Linked DNA regions of Mus musculus: region 1 is linked to region 2. Evidence: chromatin contacts called from public Hi-C data. All regions are on one chromosome and are shown on one strand. Each heading gives the region's core, a stretch centred on a gene start, on an enhancer-like site or on the middle of the called end of the contact. The rest is flanking DNA. Distances are from core to core; before and after follow the strand shown.

Region 1 (7,335 bases), core at 1,571-4,070, 47 kb after region 2:
ATTGTCCTATCACCCTCCTCTTGAGCCGAGGTGTGTGAGGTAACGGGAATGTTCCTCTGGACTACAGAGAGCTGAAAGCTGCCAGATGTTCTGGCTGGCTCGGAAGTGTGTGCTCCCTGGGTCCCAGGCCTGTGTGCAATGCTCCTACGCTACTCTGACAGCACATTTGCTTTGGTTCCTTTTTCCACTCTGGTCAGAGCCCCTCTCTCTCTCTCTCTCTCTCTCTCTCTCTCTCTCACTCAGCTGTATTTAAATGATACTACGGCATCCAGAAAATCTGGCAAAGAAAATGATATTTTGATGACATTTTTCACAGGGCTTAACTGGAATGAATTATTACATTTTAACAAGGCTCCAATAAACAGCCCCTTTATTCCTCCCTAGAAGGGTACAGTATTTCTTTGTCCAAGAAGTGGCCTGAGTGTACGTATTGTTGAACTGCGAAAAAGCTTCTTTTCTCTAAACTTCAGCTGAGAGACAATGGCTTTGCTCGGCATACACTATTTCCTTGTAACTCGGTATTTTCTGATCTGTAGTCTATATAAGATGAGCTGAGATTTCAACTTGAAGTAAATATTTTTTATCTTTTCATTGCATGCAGTGTTGTATTTCCCTATAGAAATGGATCATTTCTAAGTCACTTCCCCTGATCTGCCAAATGATAGACATCTAGTTTTTGCCAAAATCTTTGGCATTCTTCCCTTAGCTGTGGTTAAGCTAGCCTAAAAGTTACACACAGACACACACACACACACACAGACACACACACACACACCCCATAGCCCACCAACACGGGTCTCCATTAGTAAGTACAAGTGTTTATTGATCTGTATGTGTAGTATAGGTGGAGGGTGTGTCTGTTTCCCTAGAGTAGGAAGGTGCTTGTTGTTGAAGTAAAGATCCTTAGGTCCTGGTGGCAGCTACTAGTGAATAATCCTATTATCAAATTGATTTTTTTATGCTTATGGTATTTTGTTTGCTTGTCTATCTGTGTACTATGTGAGTACCTGATGCACAGGGAAGCCAGAAGAGGGTGTCAGATAGCCTGAGACTGGAGCTACAGACAGCTGTGAATCACCGTGTTGTTGCTGGGAATTGAACCCAGGTCCTCAGGAAGAGCAGCCAGTGCTCTTAACCATTGAGCAATCACTCCATCCTCAAATTTGATTTTTCTAAAGAAGCAAATTGAAGCCTTTTCCTGAATTGTTTCTGAGCTGGTCAGTGGTGTTATGCTATGTCAGTTGCTGCTCATACAGTTTTTAAAAGGAGGGAGGATGTCGCACCGAGCTAACTTCTGAGGGAGCCTTGCACAGAGTCCTGTTTGCTTTGACCTGGGAACCATTCTTGATCGTTATTATTGAACTTGGGTGCCCAGGCACCCAAGCCATCCTTTCCTCAGAAATGTTCTACATGCGACTGATTTTTTAGTTTGTCTTCTCTAGAGCCAGGGCTCCCGGGCCTGGGTGATGGCGCTGACCTCCATAGACTATTGCCTGTCTTGCCTTCATCAGGCCACTCATTGTATCAGTAATGGCAGCCAACCCTATTTTATTGTTCAGACAACTTGTCCTCACAGACGTGGTCACCTTCGAATATAAGCAGCCAGGATAAAAGTAAGTCTTTCCAATTCTGTCACTCGAAAGTTGGCATATGTCCTTTCCGTCCTATGGGATCTTCATGACTGTAGTCAATAGTTTTATCTACAAATAACTGCAAGGATGGGCCTGTGGGATGTCAGGTAGAATCCTTATTTCCTACAAGTCCTTGTAGCAGTCTCTGTTACACTCAACTCTGTGCTTTCTTTTGGACATTAGGAAAATGAGCTGTTTCTCCCCACACCTGCATACCAACTGGGCCCGTGCCCTCTTTAGAAATGTTTAACAAACACTGTAGCTTTACCATTTAGAGACCGATTCCAAGTGCTGTTAATTAGCTGCCCCCCCCCCCCGCCCCCATGATCCTTCTAGGTTTGTGAAACAGACCGCTCTTCTCTCCACAAGGGCATCTTAGCTTGAGATGCAGGAAGCGGCGGTGGATGGTGTCCATATCCATGACTTCCTGAAGTGGAGAAAAAGTGTGGACGGCATCTGGGGAAGGGGTTTCTTTACCAGCTTGTTTCCTGTAAGTTCAATTGGAAGACCTTGTCTGTGCAAATAGATTTCAAAATAGAGCCTGCCCTTTGACTGTCTCCATAATTACATGGCTCGCTCTGTATTTTATTTGGCAGCCAGAGCAGTTAACCCCTGGAAGGAGGGGGCTGATGGCATGCCCAGCTCGCCTTCCAGACATGTCCATGGGAGTGAATAAGCCACTGTTTGGCAAGGCCCAGAGCTAAAAGCACACTAAAACCGTTCCTAGCTGAGCTGAAACTCTCTGAGAACAGATTTAATCATGTTTATTATGACTGATTAAAAAACTTAACTTTGTCTTCAATGTGTGGCTTGTAGAAAGGTACTAATTGTTTTTAAAAATTGGGAGCCGGGAGAGTTCCTTAGTACTTTGATGTAAGCAGCATCTGTCAACAGGATGAATTTGCTTTTGTTTAGTTCCAAGAGCCCTTGTCCTTCAGCTTTGCCCAATCAGTATCTGCATCAGCCTGGGGCAATCCCTCAATGTTCGTGTATGTGTTTTCCCTTCAACAAATGCACAGGTTATTTCTTGTGAAATATGAGCTTCTCCTCTGCTTTATAGTTGCCTTGAAATGGGAAGGAACCCACCATTTTCCCTCACTTCCCTTTCAAACCAGTACATCCTAGTCCTAGATTGCAAAAGCATCGTAGTGAGTGACTCACGCTGTTTAATTTCTCTTTGGCAACATTTGTACGCGTTATGAAACCTTTCAAGCAGACAGTCGATGTTTTAGGTCAAGAGACTGGAGACGGAGGCCTCTGCAGTGTTCTCTTGGACTTCACGCACATGATGCTCTGTGGGGGCTCCGGCTCCTGCTTGGAGTAATTGGTTGGAGTTCATGAAAGTGCGATCTTTCTGTGGTTCTAAATCCACACTTCAATACGTATTCCTAGGGTAGGGTCTTTGCTAAGCCCACTGGAGGAAGCAACATTTTTGAACATTAAAAACCAAACCCTGTCCGATTACAGACACAAAGTAAGTTGCCTTAAAAAAAAAAAGTTGAAGTTAATGTATTATTTAAACAAATCATTTGGTTAAAATTAAAATTATCAATGGGTGGAAGAGCCACAGTTGAAAATGGATTAGTAAAACATTGTTGTTTTCTGTCTTGGTAATCATAAATCATTTAAATGTGGCAGACAGTCCTCCCTTCATCCAAAATAATTGCCTCCATTTGTAAAATCAATTAGATGTTAATATGCTATAAATAATAGTTTTGTTGCTAGACTTTGGCATTTGCTGATCATTATGAAGAAATATGTTCAACGAGATATTTTACAGGGTGTCTTTTCAATTCTATATTACTGCTGATTGACATTGTTAGCTAATGTAAAGTCATACCAGCCTACCTTATTGTGTTGTTTTCTACCCAGATGTTTGATCCTTCTGAAGGAAGCCCAAATGAGGACTGATGGCCTGCTGCTGCTGGGTGAAAGCCTGTTCTAGGAGTGTATAATGAGAAATGTAGGTGTCGGTAGCCACACTAGAGTACAATCGTACTTTGTTCAGTTTTACAAGTGCTTAAAATAATAAGCACTTTAGAGGTCCCTTTGAAAGTTCACTCAGACTTCCCCTTAAAAATACTTGTTGACCAAAACTCACATTTTCAAGGGTAAAATCAGCTTAATAAAGGGTCATTAGAAAAGATACACATAAAACCCCAGGGCACAGTGGGTGAAATGGAAGCACTTCATTATGTGGTATAGAATGCATGAGCAGATAACAATTAAAATGGACCCTGGGTAAAAGGCCAATGAATACAGGGCAGACTGTGTGCAGCGACATCAGGCGTGGAAGACACAGCCCTCCTCCAGCATGCTGAGTTCTGAAGCTCCACCTTCCAGACCCAATCTATAAAAGGAATTAAAAGGCGAAGTTTAGAAATTGATGTTACCATCAAATATGAAAATACTTAAGCACATACCTAGATTTATATCCCACATGTAAGTTTACAATACGAAGCATGCACAATGGAATCCAGAGGACACAGAGCAATTTCAGGAGACACTGAGCCCGCACAGTGTACAACTCTAATTACCACAGGGGCAAGTGGGCCTAGGTGGTGTTTAGGACGTACCAGTGGGAGCCATCAAAAGCCTCAGACCAGGGGACCCCGAGCAGCAAGGAGTTGCTTGTTGCTAACTTGATCAGGGTGTTGTTACTGCTGATTACCCAGCAGAAAAGCTGTAGGGTTTCCTGCATAGGCAGTAAACCCACACATTGTTATAGACAGTAGAATATTCACTGTTATTGAGGGTGATCATAAAAATGACTTTCAGTGTCACAAAAATTCTATCAGAGTCGAAGCTGTACTCTGAGACTTATAGGCAACTGCTTCTTGCCTGTTAATACAAGCATTCTTGCCCAAAGTGCCATCTTCCATCTCCATCATAATCAAGTCAGTAATAGTTTAAATATTCAAAATTCAGAATTCAAAAATTCTAAGTGCAAAAAGCCAAGCATGGTGGTGCACCCCTTAATCCCAGCACAGGCAGATGTCCCTGAGTTCGAGGCCAGCCTGGTCTACAGAGTGAGCTCCAGGACAGCTAGGACTTCATAGAGAAACCCTGTCTGGGAAACAGAAAAACAAAACACACACACAAAAATTAGAATATAGTAAGCATAGCTCATGATCCCCTCCCTGGCTACCTTGTTCAGGGTGACATCATTATTTTCTCGGGTACCAGGACTTAAACTTATCTATTTCATCTGTGAAAACACTTTTTTTTCCTGGTCAGTAGTGAATAGTTCATGGAATAAATACATAATGGTATTTCAATATCACGTTACTTTGTGATAACATGTATGCGGTACTTTTATTGACCTGAAAGAAAACATTTTACTTCAAATATAATGGTGGACCCTGGAAAGAAAATATTTTACTTCCACTATAAAGGTGAAAGTAGAGTTGCTTAGAATTGTTGTCAGCAGATTGACTGTGCCCAGGCTGGGCTCCCACTGTTTTTAATGTTCGCCTGTCCAGTTGCTGGGGGCAGGGGTGGGGGATGTGCTTGCGTCTTTCTGACAGTGAGCCTGTCATTTGGCAGGATGGATACATTGACCACACTGTTAACCAGAAAGGGAATGCCTCCAAAGCCTTACCCAGGCCTCCCAGTAGAGACCTGATACTTTCATAATTCACGTGTAAGTGCATAGAAAAAAATTCCCCTGTAATGCCTATGTACTTGAACTTGATAATATTGATAAAAATGGCCTCTCTTCTCTAATCAGCCATACCGGAGGGAAAATCCTCTGTGTGATAGAATTGATCTGAGTCTCTATCACTCACCTGTTGTCGGGCTGCAGCATGGCAGTTAAGGAGGTTCTGCTGAGTGAAGAAGGCCAATGCTGAGGCCATCTCTCTTAACTTCTGGGATGAGCTTAGTAAGGCGATGGCGTCGGAAGACTCTGTGGTCTGTTCCCTGCCCCTGCCCTTGCTAGGCAGTTGTTACCCACGCCCCGGTGTCTCCAGCCTGGTTTCCATCCCTCCTGCCAGCTGTTGATCTGCTTAACATCTGCCTCCCTCACAGGACAGGATAGGAGCAGTGTGTTTCCTGGATTTAGGATTTAGCACGGAGAGTGGAGGCATAAACACATTGAGTGTTGAGTGAGAGACTAGACTTGGATGCCCCCAAGGAGGACATGTTAAAGAGCAGGGCAGGCTGGGCGTGGTGGCGCACGCCTTTGATCCCAGAACTCAGGAAGCAGAGGCAGGCAGATTTCTAAGTTCGAGGCCAGCCTGGTCTACAGAGTGAGTTCCAGGACAGCCAGGGCTACATAGAGAAACCGTCTCAAAAAACCAAAAAAAAAAAAAAAAAGAGTGTGTGTGTGTGTGTGGGGGGGGGTATAGAGGGAGAATGAATGATCACTACAGTTTCCAAGTCTGTTGTCTTACCTAACACCTTACCTGATGGGAGCAAGAACACACTAATTCCCCTTAATGGTTAGAAAGTGGGCCTCAGAAGCTTGGGTGACTCAGATCTGGATTACTTCAAAGGTATGAAATGTACCTTTTCAATTAGAGGGGAATTCCTCTAAGAATTTCCATGAAAAAATGTCTAAATGTTAATTGAGCACAGGATATGTTTTTCAAGATTAAACAAACAAACAGGACATTCTTCAAAATCCAAACCCTGAAAAAGTTGTGGCTTTGGGCCAGGCATACGTGGACTTTGAGGGCCACTGCATGCTGTTAAAGGGCAGTGTGGTGGCTGCAGGCCCGGGCTTGGAAGTGAGGGGCTGGAGGGGGCCTGGTTATTGATTATGAGAGGCGGGTATCTCCTCATCTTTAAACGGGCAGGAACTGTAAGAGGCACTGTGTGATAAACTGAACGCTGGCAGTAAGCGTCATCAAAAGGTGGTTGTTACATCTGAGCCTCTCTGCTTCTTTTATCTATCATTTATCAGTCTGTCTATCTCTCTGTTTCTATCTATCTTCCTATCCATCCATCCATCTATTTATTTTGAGACAGAGTTTCTTTATTTAGTCCTGAGGCGCGCTCTGTAGGCCAGGGTGGCCTCGAACTCTCCTGCCTACCCGCTTTTGTCTCCTGAGCACTGGGAACAAAGGCATGCGCATCTGGCCACACCTTTGTTGATATGGATGCTTTTAGCAGTCATCATAGCCTGCACTCTCCTCAGGATGGGAAGACTGCACTTTGTGTGTTGGTCTTTGTAAGGGGACAACTAGGGGGACAGAATCATAGATTGATTCCAGTCTCCAGACTTTCTACTGCATAAAACAGCATGCCCAACTGCCTCACTGAAGCATGCGTGCTCAGGGAAGGGGGGGCTGGGAAGCCCATTGACACACTCTGGAAAAAAGAATATTAGTGACCACAATTTGGTGGTACCTTCTCCATTTTTCTGGATGTTTCCATATATTAGCTAATTTTATTGAAAAAACTCAGAGAGGGGCTTGGGGAGTTTTCCTGGCCTTGGTCCTTACTGCATATCTTGCTTTACACTTGGTATTTTCCCCTATAAAAAGTAGTAACAGTGGCTCAGCGGGTAAGAGCCCTGGCTGCTCTTCCAGAGGACCTGGGTTCAATCCCCAGCACCCACATGGCGGCTCACATCCCTCTGTAACTCCAGTTTCAGGGGATGCAGACGCCTCTGGCTTCTGCAGGCACTATGTCAGGTGCTGCAAACAAACCATCCAAATACATGAAAGTTAAAAGAAAAAAATGAGTTAAAAACGAATAC
Region 2 (6,638 bases), core at 1,948-4,447:
GTACTGGGATTAAAGGCGTGCGCTACTACTCCCAAAACTCTTTCATCAATAAGTTTCATCTATAAATTTCCTTGGTCATGATATTTTATAACAGCAACTGAAATATAACAAATATAACAGACTAGATTTAAAAAAAAATCTTGCATTATGGGTAATCCTAGAAAGTATATAACATTTTAAGTTGTGTCCAAAGATTATTTTATCTCATAATCCCTAGTGCATTTAAAACTTAAAAGTACAAATTTATAACAAATTATGTGTGGCATAAAGTCTTTACTTATGTATTTCTGTATCTATTTATTAGTAATCTTTCCTTTTGGTTTAAAGTTTTCATACAATGTTTTGAGCAGGTTCTTTTCCCCACCCCTCAACGACAAATATAGAATGCTCCATGAATTTGCATGTCCTGTGCACAGAGGCAGTGCTAATCTTCTTCATATGTTTCTAATTTTGGTATATGTGGTGTCAAAGCAAGGGTGCAATCTTTAATATTAAGTAAAGAGAAAGGGTAGACTGTTAAGTTTTTCAAGAACATGCAAGGAGAAATTTATTTTAGACAAGTAATCATAGACAAGTCATGTTGTTTTGTTTTGTTCTGTTTTGTTTTAGACAGGATCTCATTGTGTGCCCTTTGGATGGCCTGTAACTAACTATTGTAGATCAGGTAACCTTGAGCACACAGAGGTCTGTCTGCCTCTGCCTCCCAAGTAGGATTAAAGGTGTACACCACCATGCCCTGCAAGTCTTTTTTTTTTTTTTTTTTTTTTTTGCTTTTGAGACAGGGTTTCTCTGTGTAGCCCTGGCTGTCCTGGAACTCACTCTGTAGACCAGGCTGGCCTCGAATTCAGAAATACTCCTGCCTCTGCCTCCTGAGTACTGGGATTAAAGGCATGTGCCACCACACCTGGCACCCAGCAAGTCTTTTATGTGAACAGTGTATATATGCACATAAGCACAAGCATGTGTATGCATTCCAGAAGTCAATGTCATGTGTCCTTTTATGTCACTTTCCAGTGTCTATGTACCAACTGTGTTCCTAGTACCCATGGAGGTGGTGAACCACCATGTTGACTCTCCTAAATGGACATGGTATTGAGCTGCACCCTAAGGTCTTATCTTTATACCCATACATCTGTGTGTTTCTTAATCTTCCTGAGAGAAACTTCTTTTTGAAGTAGATGGAGATTAATATAAAGACTGACAACTGGCCAATGTGCAAGATTAATAGACTGTGCTCATCCCTAAATGGGAGATATATCTCTATCTAGATCAATATCTATCTCTTTATCTATCTCTATCTATACCCTCTCTCTGTCTCTCTGTCTGTCTGTCTGTCTGTCTCTCTCTCTCTCTCTCTCTCTCTCTCACACACACACACACACACACACACACACATACACACACACACACAAACACACACACACATACACACATACACACACACACACACACACACACACATACACACATACACACACACACACACACACACACACACACACACATTCCCTAACTCCAAGGTTCAGGGGATGATCTCCTAAGAGGGGAGCTATGAAAAGATTCTAAGGGCCAGAGGTACAGGGTGACCTCTGTGGAAGTGTTTTCTGGATGAAACAGGACCAAGGCACACATGGATTCATAATGGCTGTCACTACACGCACAAGACCTAGCTAGCCGAGATCTCAACATAGATTGGGACAAGGACACAAAGTCCCATTCATAGCTGACAATTGACAGAGCTACTGAGGGGATGAGGGTGGTCAGTTTTCTCCAGGGTTTCTGCCCCTGAAAGGATCCCCGTGCTCCAGTAGATGGCCCTACATTCATGTGCATACTGGCAGTAGATGGACTCAGTGTGTTAAAATAAAAGCACATGAAGTTGAAAGGGAAATGTGGTGGAAGGGATGAGCAGGAGTTGGAGGAGAAGGATGGGGGCGCGTGGTGGTGCTGGGAGTGTATTAGACAAAAACACATTCTATGTGTGTATGATATTCTCAAACAAAAAGAATACCCTTGGATTAAGTGTTCTCCGATTTGAGGTTTGTGATGAGTTGAACTCTGCCTCCTGAGGTTAAAGGTGTGCCAGTTGAGCATGTGGACTCTTTTATTTTTTATTTTATATATGTAGTACAGTGTAGCTATCTTCAGACACACAAGAGGAGGGCATCAGGTTCTATTAAAGATGGTTGTGAGCCACCATGTGGTTGCTGGGAATTGAACTCAGGAAGAGTCCTAAGTGTTCTTAACCGCCGAGCCATCTCTCCAGCCCGCATGTGGATTCTTTAAAATCAATGAGAAGACATCCACATATTCACAAGGAATCCTTATCGATCTCGACTGCATTCAAAGTCCAGAAACTGCTACACTACAGTTTGGGTTCTTTCACCATACACATCTTGGGGTATCATGGTCTGTGTTGAGCACAGGAAGCTACCAAGATGGATAACACCTGGTCCATGAGCGTCTGGACTCCACCGCAAAACAAGGGCAAGAGGCACAGAACCTGGTGAAATCGGGCAACAGTATCATCGAAGGTACAGCGGCTGCCTCACTTGCCTTGACATAGGGGCTATGCAAGCTGACATGCGTCATTCTTTAAATATCTAATTTAGGGATAACAGCAGTTAATACTGCCAAGCAGGAAGTGTCATCAGGGAAGGAGAAATCCTGTGAAGATACCCACAGGGCCACATAGGTGTCCCAACTATTCTATTCTGGAGTCTCTGCTGAGTAATTAATATTCTAACATTGCAAAGGGAAGCTGATCAAACTGATCCAACTTTTTCAACTAGTTGCCTGGAAATGATTTGTAACCGAATGAAAGGCGATGAAAGTGCTTTGTTGCACACTAAATTGTGTTTGTTTGTTTGTTTTTTTTTTCCTCTCGCCCAACTTCACGTATCCATGCACCAAAATGGTGATTCTATAAATACTGGAGGCTACACTTACATGACGACTTTCTTCCATCCCTGATGGGTCTGGAAGCTCAGAGAGAGAACTGCGGCCGGAGCCAGCCTCTCCTGGTGGAAGCGAGCTGGCCGCAGACGGAGCTGCTGGCCTCGACACCAGAGGCACTCGCTAGCCCGGGCTCCTGCAAGCCAGCTCACGCGCGCGCGCGCACTCGCCTCCCACTGCTTCAGCGCTTCTGGGCTTTGAGAGCGCGGCTACTCCAGTGGGCGGAGCTGCGAGGCTCTCTTGGCCACGTGACCGGAGCCAACATGGCGGCGCCCATCGGCGTCCCCCTGCTCGTCCGTGGAGGTAAGCGATCGGCATACGACCGCTCCAGGGCTACGCGCCCAGAGACACGTCCGCGCGTGGGCTTGGTACGCACGTGCGTACTTTCAGTCGGACCCGCGTATACCATACACGTTGGCACGCTGCAGAAACAGACACACGTTTGTCCTCTTCTTACCATGTTGCTTGAGTGCTTAGTTCTTGAGATTTGTGGGTCGTTACCTGAAGTTTTCTTCCCTCTCTTTACTTGTGTGGTTAGTGTTGCAGACGTATCTACCAGCGACGACGGTGAAATGCGCCGGAACACTCGGTTTAGAGCTGTTGGATTGGCATGCCTTTTTGAGAAACTTGTAAAAGGTGATGACAGTCATGATGACTTAGGAGAGCTAACGATGTCAGGGGCATTCCAAACAGATGCGTTTCCGGCGAATCGTTGTTGAATTAGTACTAGGTTCGGATTCTTTGCTAGCAAGAACTCAAAAATAGGTTCAAGAAGGACGAAAAAAAAAAAAAGGAACACCAACGACTTTAGATACAATTTAAGTGCCAGGCACATAGGAACGGTTTTAGGAGGTAAATATTTTCAGAGCAATACTCAGCACGTATTATATACCTTCCGAGCCATCTCACCAGTCCAGCTTAACTTAATACAATCCCCTTTTGTGAAGTCAGATACCAACTTATTTGTGTGTATCTAAGGGTGTGTAAAAAAGTTTGACGTTGACATGGAATGGTGTCCACAAAAATATATTATTTGGAATATTTGGAAAAAGCAAGTTGTAGGACATTAAAATTACATATATTTGTTTGTCTGGTGTATGCTCAAACAGGTGCCAAGGTGTGCATACAAAGGTCACAGGGTCATAGGAGAACTTGTGGGAGTTCTCCCATTATCTGTTTTTCAGACCATGAGGCTTGGTTCAGGCTTTACCCACTGAACCATCTCACCAGCCCAGTTTAGCTCAATACAGCCCCCCCTTTGTGAAATCAGATACTCATATATTTGTGTAGTTATATTTGTGTGTATATGTGTATCTAATATAATACATACAGAGAATGACATACACGATTCACGGCTTTGTGAAATAAAATATTCAGTTTTTATGAAATGCCCATATTTTCCAAAGCACTCAAAATATAGTGCTACATATCTTAGAGGTTTTTGGCAAAGATGACTCTGGTCATTCTGTGTGTACCCAGAACTTCTCATCACTTGAATGATCTTGTACATTTAATACAACTTGTTCATGTGAAGATTAGATTTTCTTTTTTTAGCCTTTGAAATGTTCTTCATAGGAGAAATTTCAAACACACAACAGAGCGGCAAACTCTGCATACACATTGTCTGCTCACAAATCATGTGTGTAGAGACACTCACTTCTCCACCCCAGCCACAGTGCCTCCCACGATGGTATTATTTTAAAGGATGTCCTAGGTATATCACTTTATTTGTAGATTCTTTTGCCTATGTATCTCTGAAAACTGTGCCTAGGGAGTATAGCTCAGTGGTTAGCACCCATAAGCCTTGGTTTGGGGTTCCCCTGCTCCATAAGAGGAGAAAGAAAGAAAAAAAGGAAGGAAGGAAGGAACAAAGAAGGAAGAAAAGAAAGACAGAAAGACTGAGAATCCTACTCATTGTCTTGTATATTGTACTTATTTTTAGAATTTCTATTTAGCTATTTATTTGTTTTAAGACAGAATCTCCTGTAGCCTTGAACTCCTGGTCCTTCCGCCTCTACCACCGTGTGTTGAGATTAGTGGTGTAAACCACCCGTCATACTGGGCATTTCTCTGTCAGTTTCTCTGTTCAGATTTCCCAGTCATGCTCTTGTAACAATTGTTACATTTTATTTTATGAGACAGGGTCTTGTGTAGGGCGGGCTTGAATTCCTGGTCCTTCTGCCATTTCCAAGCATGTGCTGCCACACCCAGTAAACATAACAACTTTTTAAAAAAAGATTTATTTTTTATTTATGTGCATGCATGTAATCCATCTTGAGTTTACGTGCACCACATATGTGCAGGTACCTGAGGAGGCCAGAGGGAGTCATATCCCCTGGAACTGAAATTATAGGCAGTTGTGAGCCATAAGATACAGGTTATGAGAATCCAACTGGCCAGATCCTCTGGAAGAGCAGTAAGTGCTTTTAACCACGGAACCATCTCTCTAGCCCCGTAACGGCTATTTTAAACACTTGAAATCAGAGTTTCCCCACAGTCTGTCTTATTTGATGATGGTGGTGATGATGGTGGTGATAATTGATTGGCTACACTTTCCTGCTTCACAGCTCATGTAACATAATTATATATGTAACACAATGACTGGTATCTTTTGGAGATTATGTTGATTTTTTTTCTTTAAAATATGTTGAGTATTAGGCAGGTAGTTTGGTTCTCCCACACTTGGTGTTATCTTTGTTAGAACAGATTTTTTTTTGGGGGGGTGCCTTTATTTTTAGGGGAAATACCAGAGGTCTTACTCCAATGTAGAACTCAGTAAAGGTCAGATAGTATCTTAGACTTTTGTGAGCAATATTCTCTGTTACAATTACACAACTCTGCCAAGTACAAGTGAACATAGCTGTGTTCTAATAAAACTTCATTTACAAAGACTAGCAGCCAGCTAGATGGGATTTGTCCTCTCTTGCTCTGTTAACAGGCATGATTCTTAACTCCTAAGCCTAGACTTTCTGGGATCTCAGTTGCATGCTGTCGGGGAGGCTTGGTGAGGTTCGCTCAGGGAAGTGTGTTGGCTCTGGACGTGAACTGGAGCTCCTACTTGTACCAGCCCTGCAAACCCTGGAATCAGTTCAGCTTGCAGCCTGCAGCAGCTTAGCCTGATAGATTCTGTGGAGTGTTGTGTTCTTTTCCAGCTGCTTGCAGATCAAACCTCTGTTCTCTGACTTAGCCAAGCAGTCAGCTGGTGCACGGGCTCACTTTCCAATGCCACATCTGGGGAGGTTTTACGGAGCAGAAATCTGGGAGGTGATTAAATTTGTTTTCTCTTAAAGGCTCACTGTCCTCTGCATTGCCTGGTTGCTATGCTGTGTGATAGAAGAGGGTTGTTAGGATCTGAGAGCTCATGCATTGTAGACAAATAGAGAACTATAACTCACTGTGATTTATTTGACTTACTTATGCCTTCACAGCCTTGTTCATCATCAAAGGAAGTCTGGGCAGAAATGCAAACAGGGCAGGACCTGGAGACAGGAGCTGATGCAGAGGCCGTGGTGGGGTGGTGTTTACTGGTTTGCTCCCTGTGGCTTGCTCGGCCTTCTTTCTTATAGAACCCAGGACTACTGACTGGCCCAGCGGTGCCCCACCCACAATGGGCTGGGACCTCCCCCATCAGTCACTAATTAAGAAATGCCTTACAAGATTGGCTTTAGCTTGATAATATGGAG

The links. Hi-C and Micro-C count contacts between places; a contact is called where the count stands out from the background.
Region 1: a contact with region 2 is called in a Hi-C map of liver, with 2.7 times the contacts expected there. The contact joins the enhancer-like site here to the promoter of Metap1d in region 2. A contact is called at or near these places in 5 of 39 promoter capture datasets (the 3T3-L1 cell line, the HPC-7 cell line, embryonic stem cells and 1 more), 1 of 15 datasets of contacts at CTCF or cohesin (CD8 T cells), 7 of 484 Hi-C or Micro-C datasets (cerebral cortex and liver), 12 of 115 datasets of contacts at active chromatin or transcription factors (PVALB interneurons, the SCID.adh cell line, bone marrow-derived macrophages and 5 more) and 1 of 9 other capture datasets (adipose tissue).

The regions. Positions count from the first base shown.
Region 1 is chr2:71,497,276-71,504,610 of GRCm38.p6, forward strand. The region is part of intron 1 of Metap1d (methionyl aminopeptidase type 1D (mitochondrial)); the gene reads left to right. Among named protein-coding and RNA genes, the nearest start is that of Dlx1, 29 kb to the right of the region's middle. Within about 2 kb of position 2,821, at least 60 of the 459 cell types and tissues checked have an H3K27ac peak or open chromatin away from gene starts, as enhancers often do. A contact at or near this core is called in bone marrow-derived macrophages, craniofacial prominence and liver, where this site is marked.
Region 2 is chr2:71,450,141-71,456,778 of GRCm38.p6, forward strand. It overlaps Metap1d (methionyl aminopeptidase type 1D (mitochondrial)), which reads left to right and starts at 3,198. Exons shown (of 10, transcript NM_025633.3): 1 at 3,198-3,258. The coding sequence starts at 3,219.